Linked DNA regions of Mus musculus: region 1 is linked to region 2. The links are chromatin contacts, called in public HiChIP or PLAC-seq maps. All regions are on one chromosome and are shown on one strand. The core of a region is the stretch at or near the end of the contact, and the rest is flanking DNA. Distances in the headings are between cores, read along the strand shown.

The links. HiChIP or PLAC-seq counts read pairs in DNA pulled down with a chosen protein or histone mark.
Region 1: a contact with region 2 is called in an H3K4me3 HiChIP or PLAC-seq map of bone marrow-derived macrophages, with 4 times the contacts expected there. The contact joins the promoter of Trpv2 here to the enhancer-like site in region 2. A contact is called at or near these places in 2 of 39 promoter capture datasets (embryonic stem cells and pre-B cells), 3 of 484 Hi-C or Micro-C datasets (cortical neurons, embryonic stem cells and rod photoreceptor), 2 of 115 datasets of contacts at active chromatin or transcription factors (bone marrow-derived macrophages and neural tube) and 1 of 9 other capture datasets (adipose tissue).

The regions. Positions count from the first base shown.
Region 1 is chr11:62,574,328-62,581,628 of GRCm38.p6, forward strand. It overlaps Trpv2 (transient receptor potential cation channel, subfamily V, member 2), which reads left to right and starts at 1,300. Exons shown (of 15, transcript NM_001382489.1): 1 at 1,300-1,798; 2 at 3,976-4,268; 3 at 6,845-6,978. The coding sequence starts at 4,081.
Region 2 is chr11:62,053,800-62,061,350 of GRCm38.p6, forward strand. All of the region lies in intron 3 of Specc1 (sperm antigen with calponin homology and coiled-coil domains 1), which reads left to right. Among named protein-coding and RNA genes, the nearest start is that of Gm39988, 7.2 kb to the left of the region's middle. Within about 2 kb of position 4,657, at least 9 of the 459 cell types and tissues checked have an H3K27ac peak or open chromatin away from gene starts, as enhancers often do. A contact at or near this core is called in bone marrow-derived macrophages, where this site is marked.

The DNA of each region.
Region 1 (7,301 bases), core at 50-2,549, 520 kb after region 2:
ACAGTGGATGGCTAAGTATGTTATTATAGGGGGCAGGCAGCACAGTACAAATCAGCCTCTGCCAGGGGCAAGGCAGGTGTCTTAGGAGTACGTTTCTAGGGCCCCTCCCCCCAGTTTAGGGTCTAGCTGGTCTAGCTCTACTGAGAGGAAGTGATGTTTAAACAGAAAATAGAGCAGGAAGCTGTGGTAGAGGCTGGCCTGGCATGCCCATGTTCAAGCACTATAAAACCAACAAAGAAACACAAACACAAGCAGAAGATGCTTAGAACTAAGGTATGTGGCCATGATGGCGATGCTACTGTGTGTGTGCGTATATGTGTGTGTGTGTGTGTGTGTGTGTTGCTTGTTGCTCCTAGCAGGTGAGACAGCTTGTACTACAGAGAAAACAGGACATATTTGGGAAGAGTGGAGGGCCATGCCAGCTAGTATTTGCTGAGTTTTGCCTTACAGTGGACTCATCTGAAAGATGACCAACCATGGAGGCACAGTTATAACACCAGCACTGTAGAGAGAGAGGCAGGAGGATTGCCACAGTTGGTTTCATATCAAGTCCTTGCCGCAGGTAAAAGTGTAAACCAAACTAAAATCTAAATAGCTGCCGTGGCTAATGACTGCCATACTGGACGGTACAGGTCTGGAGTGTAGCATGGTGAAGGTGACATGACTGGGGCGGGCCTCTGGGCTGCATGAGGTTGTTGTATGAAGTTTGGGTTTTATTTTTAGTGCTATGAAAAAGTGGCTTGGAGGTGGGGGTGACATTAATTAATTAATTTTTGTTATTTAGTTTTTCTTTGATTACTGATACTGGGGGTCAAACACAGGGCCTTACATATGCCACTAAGTCTACCATTAAAGCTAAACGCTGGCCCCTGGTTTATATTTTTAGCAGACCACCTTAGTTGGTATAAGAATGGGGTGTGACGTATGAGTGTAGCAGCGGAGAAGCAGGGGGACCGGTTTGGTAGAACATTCTCACGGGAGAGAAATTAGTGCTTTGGACCAATCAAACAAAATTTGGGATGTGGAGCAAGGACAGAGGTCTTCCGGCGAAAAAGAGAGGGAGAGCTGGTCCTTGTTCTCCCTGGCAGTGCCGGGGCTGTACAATTTCAGCCATTCCTGTTGGCCACACGGTTGCCACCTGCTGGCTGTTTCTGGAAGTGCCCTTGTAAATGGATACTCGGGGGATCCCTGGGGTCAGGACGCTGAGCGAATCTTCCTTAGATGGAAATAATGGCTGGATGGGTTGGGCTGCATTCTCTGGGGCAAATGCTAGACTGAACCTCTTCTCTCTCTGGGGCTATCCCATTCTTCTCTCCCTTGGGTCGGACAGTGATGAACCAAATGGCCGGGGGAGGGCACACGGTGTTAAGAATCAGGAGGGGTGGGCGTCAGTGTTTTAGGGCATGAATCCCACACCTGTGCCAGCTTCCACCCAAGCCTAGGTCCCACCACCCCAGAACTTCCTCTGACTGCCCCAGGGGCTTCTCTGGCTACAGTTGTGGGTGGAAGTGCACCGATGGAGGAGCAGGGCGTGTCTCGCGAAAGCAGGGTGTGGCCAGTGGTCCTGATGATCAGCCCAGTGGCCAGTCACTGGTCCTTGACAGGTTGGCGTTAAGCCCGCACTATCCACTGTGTGCGACGAACAGGTGGAGGGTGGACGATACAGAGAAAGCTACGGCCAGCTACGGAGGCTTCCGCGGCACTTCCTCTCTCAATCCCCGCTGCTGGAGAGTCCCGCTAGGCTTGGTGATCCTGGCTTGTAGTCTGCTGCCGCTACGCCTTGACTTCAGCCTGAGGGGTAAGTCGATGGGCTATTTCAGGATGTCCTAGGGGTTGCGTCTGGAAGTATGACAGTGAATGATTGGATTGGTCTCCCGGCATCTCCATCTTGGAATAAGGGTCTGCGTGGGATCTGGCTCCCTGAACCTCCAGGCCTCTTTCTCTGCTGCCAGAATGGGGATCCCAGGAGGTAAGGTAGACAGCCTCTGGAAGACAGTTGTTGCTGCTGGGGGTTGGGAATGATGTCAGACGCAGCGTCTGCCAGGATTTGCTTGAGGGTGGAAGCTAGACTGCGCAAAAGGAGGATGCCCATGTCCTACTAAGGTGGGCAGAGAAGTGAAACCTCAGTCAGGCCCCCTGGCTATTGTGGAAAATGCCCCACCCAGTTCTCTGAGTGTACTGGGATCCTGTAACAAATTGAGAGTGGGCCGGGGCCACACTACCGCTTCCTCTCTTGGCCCTGTTTTTTTCTGTCCCTTATTTCTACCAACCTGTTCCCTGCCCCTTTTTCCTACCCCCACTGTCTTCTGACCGGCTCTGATTCTTTCCTTCCGGTTTCTGAACTCTGAGGAAGACAGAGGCTCCCCAGCTCTAACTAGGTCCCAGCCCCGGCCACGTGATGGAGGCTGTGGTTGCTGTTTCTGTTGAGGGTGAGGTTAGCTGTCAGCTAACCCCAGACCCAGTGTGCAGTTTGAGGTGGGAAGGCAGATAGCGCTTGCCAGCTCTAAAGCCCCTTCGGAGGTGGTGTCTTATACCCTCAGATATGAGTCAGACTGGAAACGAACGTAATTGGGTTCTGAGAACTGAAGAGGACCATCAGGACACGAAGCGAGGTGGCAACTCACTTCTCTTTTCTGAGTCGCGGTTGTTCTGGCAGCAAAAGGAAGGGTCTGATAGACCAGTAGTTCCCTGGATCGCTCCCTCTCTACATTAAGGGTTTCGTGGCCTGTGCTGGCCAAACAACTGAAGTTTTATCTGTCTGTACCATTGGGCACTGGGCTTGATATCAGGTAGAGAATGGGTGGGGTTGTGAACACAAGCATTCTCACCCCTAAATAGGATTTGAGTCTTCTTGAACATCAGAAATTCCCAAGGGGGATAAAGACAGTCCTGACTTCCTGTGAGATAATATCAAAGTGACAACTCTGTCAGGTCCCTGCTCCCAGCACATCTTCCTGACACTGCCTCTCTCCTTCACCGCTGATTTTCCCTCTTGGAAAGCTAACAGTTTCCCACTCTCCTTCCTACACATACACACCCCTTCTGTTGTTGTTGTTTTGTTTTGTTTTTGTTGTTTTTTTTGTTTTGTTTTTGTTTTTGTTTTTGTTTTTTGAGGCAGGGTCTCATTATGTAGCCTTGGTCCTGGAACTCACTATGTAGACCTGGCTGGCCTCTGCCTCCTGAACGCTGGGTTTAAAGGCGTGCACCACCAGGCATGGCTCTCTTTTATTTTTATTTTTATTTTTATTTTTTTGTGTATGTAGGTGTGGTTTTGGATGTGTGTAGACGCCAGAAGTAGATGTGGATTGTTTTCATTGTTCTCAGCTTTGTTTTTTTGAGCTAGGGTCTCACTGAACTCTGCTAGACTGGCTGGCCAGCAAGCCTCTTGTCTCTGCCTGCCTTTCTTCACTGAAATTAAAGATATACCTCATTCCGTGGCTTTTTATGTGGACACCCAGGATCCTCAGCTCCTCCAGGCTGTGTGGCAAGCCCTTTCTGATCCAGCTCTTTCCTCATCCCGCCTCCCTCTCCCTCTCCCACTCTCCCTCTCCCTCTCTCTCTTTCTCTCTTGAGACAGAGTATCCCAGGCTATTTTCAGATGACCTTGAACTTCTGATCCTCTAGCTCCTAATTCTATTTTTTAAAATATTTTATCAATTTATTACTTATTTTCTGTATATGAGTGTGTACCACGTGTGTGCTTGATACCTGCAGAGGTCAGAACACATCAGATCCCCTGGAACTGGAGTGACAGAGGGTTGTGAGCCACCATGCAGTGCTGGGCCCCGAACCCCGATTCTCTGGAAAGGTAGCCCAGTGCTCTTAACCACTGAGCCATCCCTCCAGCAGCTGGCCTTGGACTGCTACAGGTGGCTTATGCTTTGCTGGGTAGAGAAGCCAGCACTCTGTGCATGGTAAACAAGCACTGTCTTTACCCCAGCTCCTGCTCTCCTTTCTCTACATCACCTTCTCCAGGTCCCAGCCAGGCCTACCCCACTGCGGTATGAGAGAGAGAGGGGAACCTTAAGATCTCCATCTCCACAGAAGTTTCAGCGATAAGGAGCACCCTCCTCTCTCAGGATGACTTCAGCCTCCAACCCCCCAGCTTTTAGGCTGGAGACGTCCGATGGAGATGAAGAAGGCAGTGCTGAGGTGAACAAAGGAAAGAATGAGCCACCCCCCATGGAGTCTCCCTTCCAGGGAGAGGACCGGAACTTCTCCCCTCAGATTAAAGTGAATCTCAACTACCGAAAGGGACTGGGTCCCAGGTGAGGCTACCGCAGTTCCCAAACAGCACTCCAAGTCACGCAGTGGCCAATCCCTCACAAGTGTCTCTTCCTCATAGCCTAGCTCCACATAGTCCCACAGTCTGCTCTCTAGGGTTACACCTTCCAGAATGTTCTGCGTTCTTGGCCTTCTGCCAAGATCTATGTTTTTGGTAGAGGCACTTTCATCCAGTACCAAGTATGCAACTGACAATCAAACCCCTCTTCTTGATGTTTCGAACCCCACCCATTTTGGCCACAGTGGTAGCTCATGGCTGTAGCGGGATCCAAGGCTGACATAGTCACTGAGGCAATGTGGACCCTGAGAACTGAGGGCAGTGGGCTTCCTTTTAGAGTCATCTGCAGTTTGAGTTTCCTGTGTTATAGCTACCAATTCAGGGAGTGAGCCTGAGGGCATGCATCCTGCTTCCGGTCCTGCTAGGGTACTGAACCTGACTTCCCAGAATCCTCATGGGTTGACAAGAGAATGGACCAGGAAAGTCCTTTCTCCCTGCTCATCCCTGAGATGTGGCTATCACAGTGTAGCCTTGGCACACTGTGTTGTTTGTGTGAGAGACTAGTTAGCTAGGTTGGGTGACAGCACAGACAGGTGCATGGTGGCATCTGTGAATGAGTAGTGGGGCTGGACTGATGGTGATAGAATGGGATCCACAATGCCCTTTAGAATCCCAGTCGGTACCTTTCTGTGCTTCCCTAGTCTAAGGCCATGCATGGTTGCTGCCCTAGTGGCAGGGAGCAGTGTCCAAATGACCACATTTTCTAGGCAGATAAAACACAGAGCCCCTCATAGTCTGTGGCCATAGGGCTAACTGGATGAATAACGTTCATCTAGCTGGAATGAGGTGGACACCTATCTGTGTGGTGTTGCAAATGTGAGGGCTGCCTTTAAACGTGTCATGGCTGTATGTCTTCAAGTGTGAATGACCCAGTTAGTCACCCTATGTGTCAGAGTCATCAGGGTCAGCTCACTCCACAGGAGACTTGCTTGTTTGCTTTCTTGTGTTAAAACAAAAATCTTGCTCTATAGTCCAGCTCACCTCCAGTTTGAGGTGATCCTCCTGCTTCAGCCTCACGAGTGGTGGGATTAAAGGCATGTGCCACCATGCCCAGCTTTTCATAGATGTTAAGCTGGGACCTGAGAGTCCCTACACCATAAAGTAGCCTTCTCATCTGGGCAGCCGTGGTGCATGCCTTTAATCTCAGCACTCGGAAGGCAGAGGCAGGCGGATTTCTGAGTTCGAGGCCAGCCTGGTCTACAAAGTGAGTTCTAGGACAGCCAGGGCTACACAGAAAAACCCTATTTTGAAAAACCAAAAAGAAAGAGAGAAAGAAAGAAAGAAAGAAAGAAAGAAAGAAAGAAAGAAAGAAAGAAAGGAAGGAAGGAAGGAAGGAAGGAAGGAAGGAAGGAAGGAAGGAAGGAAGGAAGGAAGAAGCCTTCTCTTAAGTGGGCCTCTCTCCTTTCATATGTTCTTTTCGTAGTTCCAGAGGCCCCAGAGTTAGGCAGGCCTTAGTGAATACTGACAGAGCCTAGGAATGGGTTGCCAAGAGTCATTTGGGAACCCCGTGTGCTGTGTACCAGACTCACTGTATGGGCTAGAACCCTTTGTTTTATGGTATTTCCCTTATAATAACCCTTGGGTATTTCTATCTTTCAAAGAGGAAAATAGACTGAGAGAGGTTGGTTAAATGACTTGTGAGGGAGATAGCGCCATCTCACTAGACAACTGTCCCCTATTACAAGACAATACCAGATTGTGCCTGAGTTGCCACAAGAGCCCCCTTCAGGACTCTGTGAAGAAATTTCCCAGAAGTGTGGCTTCTCAGTAAACCTGTGGTCAGCAGATGATACTTAGTGCTGGCTGAAAATGATAGCCTATCGATGGGAAGCTTCGTGCTTGCCTAGTCCGGACCCTCTCTTGGGGTTGAGATGGAGCCTGATATTAGGCAGCCCCCATGGTGGCTCCGGTTCTGCTCTGTGTGACCTTGGGTAGATTGTGTTACTTGTTTGCCTAACCAAGAAAAGGCTGATTCACTACCTGTAAGGCTGGAGTGCAGATTAAGAGTGCAGATGATTATTCAATTAAGGAATGCGTGGTCTATGAGAAGAGGGGTAAAAAGCTTTTCTCAACCTCTTTACTGCTGCTTGGATGAGCCCAGGGCCTTACACACCCTAGGCAAGCACTTTACTGCTGAGTTATACACCTCCATCCCTCATCCCTGTTTCCACTTCATCTTCCGAGTCAGGGACGCGTGCAGCCTGAAATGACCCCCGTGGGATACCGAGTCTTTTGAACAATGATGCCCTTGATGCCAACAATTGCCTAGGATAGACAGAGCCACAGTATTGTAGCAGATTAAAGACCCAATGAGTTTCTTCTTCTCACCAGGAGCTCTGAGCTTCTGGAGCCCTAGGAAAGAGAAGCCCTTGAAAGAGTTCCTGTGTAACCTGAAGGCATAGTATAGGAGTAACGAACAGTGCTTGCGTGCACAGTGAGACCTCATGCAGGAGACACTGTGGCCACTCTCCAACATGAGTCACAAAACACGTTTTTCCACAGCCAACAGGACCCAAATCGGTTTGACCGTGACCGACTCTTCAGTGTGGTCTCCCGGGGTGTCCCCGAGGAGCTGACTGGACTGCTAGAGTACCTGCGCCGGACCAGCAAGTACCTCACTGACTCGGCATACACAGGTAGCCTTTGGTGTCCTCTGTCAGCTGTTCTCGGGGCTGGAGAGAACGCTCAGTGGTTGAGAGCACTGACTGCTCTTCCGGAAGCCTGGGTTAGATTCCCAGCACCCACATGGAAGCTAACAGCTATCTGTAAAAGCAGTTTCAGGAGATCTGATCCTTTTTTTCTAGACTTCATGGGACTGTGCACACTATAAAAAAGAAAAAAAAAAAAAAAGCTGGGGTGTGGTGGCACTTGCCTTTAATCCCAGCACTCAGGAGGCAGAGGCAAGCAGACCTCTGTGAGTTTGAGGCCAGGCTGGCCTACAAAGTGAGTTCCAGAACAG
Region 2 (7,551 bases), core at 3,407-5,906:
CTGTGTCCTTTACCATTTTCCCCTGATGTTAACATTTTGCAAAATGTTAGACCACATCAACCTTGACCCGGATATAATGAGGTCACAGGACATTTCTAACAACACAAGGATTCCTCATATGACCCTCGACAGCCACACCTTCCGCTCTGCCGTCAATCACCGTTTTTGTTCTCTGTTTCTGTAATTATGTTGTTTCAGAGATGTTTTGTGAATGGAGTCACACAGCACGTAAGCCTTTGGAACTGGCCTTTCCCACTTTGCATAATCCCCTGGACACGCATCCAGGCTGTTCAGTGTATTAAACATTGTTCATTGGTTACTTCATAGTTTTTTTGTAGTGTGAATGCCACGGTTTCTTTGATCGTCCGCTGGGTTGTTTCTAGGCTTTTGCTGTGATGAATTAAGCTTGTGTATAGGTTTTTGTGGGGGTGGGGGGGAAGTCTCATTGGTGCTAGAGACCCAATACAGAGCCCTGTGCACGCTCAGCAAGTGTTTTGCCACTGAATTCAATTCCCAGCCCTTGGGTGAACATTTTGCAAGAGAATTTCTGTGGAAAAAGATCTCCAGGAGTGAAATTTCTGGGTCCCGTTGCATGTAGTTAAGGAATTGCAGACATTGTGCACCCCCTACCCCCAGTTGCTCTGCTCTTCCGCATCCCAGCACTGTGTAGATGGTCTAGCCTTTGCACCTCCTTGTCGGCAGTCAGTGTCCTCACTATACGGCCTTGAAACAAGATTCATTGTGTTTTTAATTTATGCATATGTACAAGTGTATGTATGTGTACCACATACCCAGAGAGGTCAGAAAAAGATAATTGGATTTCCTGGAACTGAAATTATAGGTGGTAAGCCACCATGTGTGTGGGTGCTGGAAACTGATCCCTAGTCCTCTGCAAGAGCAACAAGTGCTCTTAACTGCTGAGGCATCCCCTCCAGCTCCATCCTCACTAGTTTTTATCTTAGCCCTTAGGATGGGCATTCCATTGATCTTACTTACTTGGCAATCTGCAATCAGCTAATGATGTCTTATCTTTTCATGTTCTGTTACCAGTGAAGCGTTTGCTCAGGTCTTGTTCACTTTCTGGCTGGATAATGTGATGTCTTTCCCACTGGGATCTTTTGAGTCCTTTGGATATTCTAGGTACTAATTCTTTGCTGAATGTGTGACTTGCAAATATGATAGCTGAGCCTCTGCTTTGTTTTCTTAATAGTCTTTTCTTTTTACAGTTCTGGGGACTTTCTCCTGGCTCTCGGGTGTGAAAGTCAAACACTTCTTCCACGCAGCAATATCCCTGGCCCTCTTTTCACCTTTTATTTTGAAACAAAGTCTCACTAAGTTGCCTAGGTTGTCCTTGAACTCACTGTCTTAGCTCAGACAGGTATTGATCTTGGGATTCTGCCTCAGTTTCCCAAGTAGCTGGGATCACAGGCCAGAACCACCAGGCACGGCATGAGGGGCAAACGGTTATCATTTTGATTATTATTTCTGTTATTAATTTTTTTACTTCTATAGATTGTGATTTGTTGAATTTTAAAAACACTTTTTCTTTCCCTAGACCATTAAGATTTTCTCTTGTACATTTTTCTAAACATGTCATATGTGTGTGATCTATTTTAAGCTAATTTTGTGTATGTTGTTAAGATGGGGTTCATGGGTCACTTACTCTCACTGATCAATAGCTAAGGTGCCATTTGCTGACAGAGTTACTTTTCGTCAGTGATCAGTTGAGAGTATTTGTATAGGTTTATTCTGAGTTTCCTATTTTGTATCTCTCCCCTCCCCTGTCCTTCTGCCTTTACTTCTCACAGTGTTGATTAAGTAAGCTCCGTCATACCTCTGATGATCAGGCAGACTCATTCTCCTCCCTTATTTCTTTCCCAAAGTTGTTTTAGAATAGTTTTTATTTGTGCCTACAAAAAAAAAAAAGAAATCATCTGAGACTTGCTAGGAATTGCCTTGACCTATATGTCTGCTAGGAATTGCCTTGACCTATATGTCTGCTAGGAATTGCCTTGACCTATATGTCTGCTCATGGAGACTTGACATCTTTTCACTGTCTTTGATTTCTTTCATTAACACTTTATACTTTTCAGTGCATGAATCCTTTACTTAGGCTGGCAAAATGCCCCAGTGAGTAAAGGTAAAGATAAATGCCAAGCCTGGTGACATGAGTTCAACCCCTGGAACCCACATGGAAGAAGAAAATAACCGACTCACGCAACTTGCCACGGGTCTCCATAGGTGTGCTATGGCACGTGTGTATACACACACACACACACACACATAAATAAATAAATGTTATAAATGTTTTAGACATAAACTTTGGTTAGATTTACAGCTGAGGGAAGAAAAGAAAATAAAGAAAATCAGATTTACATGTAAATACTATAAATATTTCTATTTTTAATTTTGTAGAACCGACATTGGTACTGTATTTTTGGTATTAGTGTGGCATGGCTAGTGCAACGAAGTGCAGTTGCTTTTCATGTCTGTATCTTTAACTTTGGCGAGCTTACTATTAGTCCTCAGAGCCTTTTGTGCGCTTTGGATTCCTTGTAGTTTTTATGTAAGGGATCATCACCCAGTGGGGCATTTTTAATCTGTCCCTTTCCGATTGATTTGCCTTTTCTTGCTTCCTTGCTGTGGCTGGACTGGCTGGGCTCCTTTGCTTTGTCCCCGATCCTAGGCTGAACACAGTTCATCTTTAGGTTAATGTTAGCTTTCGGGTGGGAGGTTTTAGGCAGTCTTTATCCAGTTGAGTGGTTTTTGTTTGTTTCTTTCTTTCTTTTGAGACAAGGTCTTGCTAGGTAGCGAAGGGTAGCTTGGAACTGACTGCATAGCCTAAGCTGGGCTTGAACTTGTGGTCTTCCTGTCTTTAACTCCCCTATATGGAATGACAGGTGTGTGCCCCGTTGCTTCTTCTTTTTCCTTTTCCTTTTCCTTTTCTTTTTCTTTTTCTTTTTCTTTTTCTTTTTCTTTTTCTTTTTCTTTTCTCTTTCTCTTTCTCTTTCCTTTCCCTTTTTCCTTTCCCTTTTTCCTTTTCCTTTTCTTTTTCTTTTTCCTTTTCCTTTTCTTTTTCTTTCTTTTTTCGTTTTTTTCCTTTTTCTTTCTTTCTTTCTTTTTTTTTTTTTTTTTTTTTTAGATAGGGTTTCTCTGTGTAGCCCTCGCTGTCCTGGAACTCACTCTGTAAACCAGGCTGGCCTCAGACTCAGAAATCTGCCTGCCTCTGCCTCCCAATGCCTTTACTGGGATTAAAGGCGTGGGCCACCACCGCCCTGCTGGTTTGTTTATTGAAACAGGTTTTCACTGTATAGCTCTCACTGGAATGGAACTCACTATGTAGACAAGGCTGGCTTTGAGCTCATAAAGATTCCTTATTGTATTTTTCTTTCCTTTTCTCCCTCCCCCTCCCCCCCTTTTTTTTTTTTTTTTTTTTGCCTATTCATATACAGGATTACACTGAATTTTTTTTTCTAGTCTTGTACTTGCCTTCCATATCTGCTATGGTATATTTTTTCATATTGCCAAATTCTACTTGCTAATGGTGTTTATTTTTAAATTATTTATGTGCATGGATGTTTTGCCTGCATATGCATCTATGTACCATGTGCATGCCTCTTGCCTGCTGGATCCAGAAGAGGGTGCTGGATCCTCTGGAACTAGAGTTACAGACAGCTTTGAGCAATCATAGGGTGCTGGGAATTGAACCTTGATCCTCTAGAAGAGCAGCCAGTGCTCTGAACTGCTGAGCCATCTCTTCAGACGCCTGCTAGAAGTGTTTTGAGAATTTTTATTTTTAGCAACTGAGCATGGTGGTACATACCTGTAACGTCAACACGGAGCCCAAGAGGACCATATGTGTGACACTGGGATACATGTGTTCCAGCCTGTCCTGAGAGATGGAGGGATGCATGGATCAAGACACTGTCTCAAAAAGCATGCCTAATATAGTAGTGCACACTTGTGGTCCCAGCACTTGGGAGACAGAGGCAGGAGGATCACTGCAAGTTAGAGGTCAGGCTGATCTATACACACAGTCCCAGGCCAGCCAGGGCTACATAGTGAGACACTGATTTAATAACAACAGCAGCAACAAGGATCCTCTTCACTGTGATTCCTGTGGGTCTGTACTTTCATTTTCTGTGTGGGTTTGGAGTCAGATTCTACTACTTCAGAAGATACACCCTTCCATTTCTGATGAAACTGTGTAGAGTCGGTATTAATTCTTCATTAACTATCTGGTGAATCCCCTGGTGAAACTTTACTGCAGTTAGAGTTAGTTTTCATTTTGTTTTTTCATTAAGAAGGGAAATTTTTTTATTTGTTTTGAGACAGGGTCTTTTGACACAGGCTGTGCTCAGACCCAGTATGTAGCTGAGGATGGCTCTGAACTTCTGATCTTTCTGCTTCCACCTCCCCCACGTGGGATGCCGGACGCATGGCAGCAGAGGAGTTTGTGCAGTTCTAGGGACTGAACAAGAGCTTTGCATCCAAGGCAAGCGCTCTACCAACTGAGCTACATCCCCAGTCAGAAGGAGGCTTATTTTTAAAACTACAAAGGCAAACTTCCCTAATGCTTGTAGGACTGCTCAGATTCTCCACACCACACTGAAGGAGGTGAGCTCACCAAGCAGTCAGCTGTTTCTCCTTTGTTCCATTTCCTGTGTGTGGAGGGCAGTTATTCATACTGTCCTTGAATTCATGCTTTGAGTCCACAGGGTCTTGGCAATGTCTTTCTGTTTAACTCTTGATATTGATCATTTGTATTCTCTCTCTCTCTCTCTCCCTCCCCCCTCCTCCCTCCCCTCCCTCTCTCCTTCTCTCTGTTGTTAGTATTGTTGTTGTGATTTAGACAGGGTTTTGCTCTACCTAGCATTAGCCCATAACTCAACATGTAGCCCAGACTTTCCTCAAATTCACAGCAATCCACCTGCCTCAGTCTTCCAAATGCTGGCGTTATAGAAGTAAGCTGTCATCCTGACTTTTTTGTTAGCTTTAATAGAGGTTTGCCAATTTTACTGACTTTTTAACAATCAGCATTTTCATTAATTTCCTCTATCCTTTTCTGTTTGTGACTTCATTGATTTTTGCCCTATATTATTTTCTTAGCTGTATAATGGAGATATCTCACTTCTCTACTATAATTGTTAGAATGGAATGAAGGTAGTGCAGAGCCTGAATGTAGATATGACTATAATTGTGGTGATTTCTCCCTTTGAACTATTTCCCAGAGTAGAATCTCTCTCTTGGGAATTACAGCTAAAACAAAACAAAACAAAACAAAAAAACCCCAAAACTTACATTCCTTAGTGTGGAGCACACCTTGTAGGGGGTTGGGCTTAGCCTAAGATTCCCCCCCACACACACACACAGAATCACAGTTGACTGATGTCTAGATTTAAATACATACTAAATCTTTAAAAATTATTTCTATTATTCTTATGTGTGGGGGTATTTTGCCTGCATGTATGTCTGTGCACTACCCACATGCCTTGTGCCTTCTCTCCAGCAACCCAAATACATACAAATTTAAGAACAGAAGAATTGCATAGGCTTATAAACACTTCTCGCCCCCTGACATCTGTCACAGATACTGTAGGGTTGGGAGCGTTTAGGAATCACCTGCTCCGACAAGAAGAGAAGGAAATGGACACTACACGGGAGAGACATGGTGGCCCTGGCAGAGTGGGGAATCTGCATTATCTGATCTAAAACCAGCTCAACATATTAAATCATCCGTGTTATCTCAGGGAGCTTTTCCCTGGCCCTGCAAATCGGGCTCCTTTTTCACGGGTGGGCAGTGATACAACCTGCAGCCCTCTGTAGCATCCCAGTACAGTGCCTCTTATTTCAAGGGCAATGAAATGGAATGTGAATATTTAGCTGGGGTCTACATGGTGGTGCTAATGTGGATGGTTACATGGTTTGCTGTATGGATATATGTACAGCACATTATACATATATATTTATGTGCTATATACACAGAATATTTATATATTAAATGTAATACAATATAAAATTTATCTTCACATGTTACAAACATAACAATTACATGTATATATTGTGGACATATGAAGTTATTATAAAATATATTAGTACAGTATATATGTATTAATATAGTACATTTAAAGCCACATCTTTAATTTCAATACCATATGACAGGTTCTTTCCAGCTTTGCCCCTGTCATTTCTGGGAGTGATAAACACTGCTCATACTATCCTCAGTTTATTTGAACATGTGTTTAATATAATATAATAAATATAAATGTGTGTAATATATTAAGAGAATAATATAATATTCTCTCCAATCCTTCACCCAGCTGCTGATCCTCCAGCCGCCAAACCCTACCCCGCTCTCTCTCCTGGTTTCCTAACCTTTGCTTCATACTTACTTACTTACTTACTTAGCATAGTCATCTTTTCACTTGGGCAAGGGAGAGAAAGATGCGAACAGAAGTGAGCCAGACTTCCCTTTCTCTGTGTCTTTTTCTCTCGAGTGTTTAAGATTAAAACCAAGACCTCATACATGCTAGGCACAGGCCCTATTACTGAACCACGTGCCTAGACCAACTGGGCATGTTCCTCATCTCCTATATGTTTCAGCCAATCATGTCGTCTCTTAATTATTTGCATTGTCGAAAGCTGACTCTCATGCCTCCTTTGATGAGAAAGCGTTTGTTTCTCATAGCTGGAAACACTGATATATTGAAGTATGAAGGAAAAGCATGGCTGCTCTTGTCTCTGGGGAGATCACAGACAGGCAGAGTCAGTGCTTCATCTGGGAGCCGGGTGCCTCTTCTTGAGCTCTGGGCATGTAGGAAGGGGCCATGAGGGATGCAGGTTATAGCTGCTTTAAAGTTCCACCCCACTCTAGTCAGAATGGCCACCAACAAGAATACAAATGACAACAAATGCTGTGGCGGATGTGGGGAAGGGGGCCGTACTCTTATGTATTCTGCCATAAAGATACTTGTAAAATTGGAGCCAGGAATGGTGGTCTATGCCTTTAATCCCAGAACTCAGGAGGCTGAGGCAGTCAGATAGATCTCAATGAGTTTGAAGCCAGTTGGTCTACATATGAGTTCCAGGAGAGTTCTAGGATATCCAGGGCTACATAGGAAGTCCCTGTCTCAGAACAAACAAACAAACAAATAAAAAAAGATTGGAAGGTAAAGCAGATGAAGCTGGAAAAACTTTTCTTGATTGCCATAACCCAGGTTCAGAGACACAAATGCCACGTGTTTCCTCTCATATACAAATCCTAGCTTCAAAATGTTAGCCACGCTTGTCTAACTTGGAGTGCCTACAGGAGCCAATAGACTAGAGAGGGGGCATTAGGGGAGGTGCCTTATAATAAAACATGTGAAATGAAAATAGAGATGGAATATTGGGGATGAAGAGGTTTAATGAGGAGGGTGAGAGGGTTGGAGAGAAAAGGGGCAACAGAGCTACCGTGTCAGCGGGTGTGTGAAGTATGGAAACTTACTATCTATCCATTTGAGGTTTTGGTCAAAGAGGCTTCAGAAGCTGCCAAAACAATACAGCCTTCTT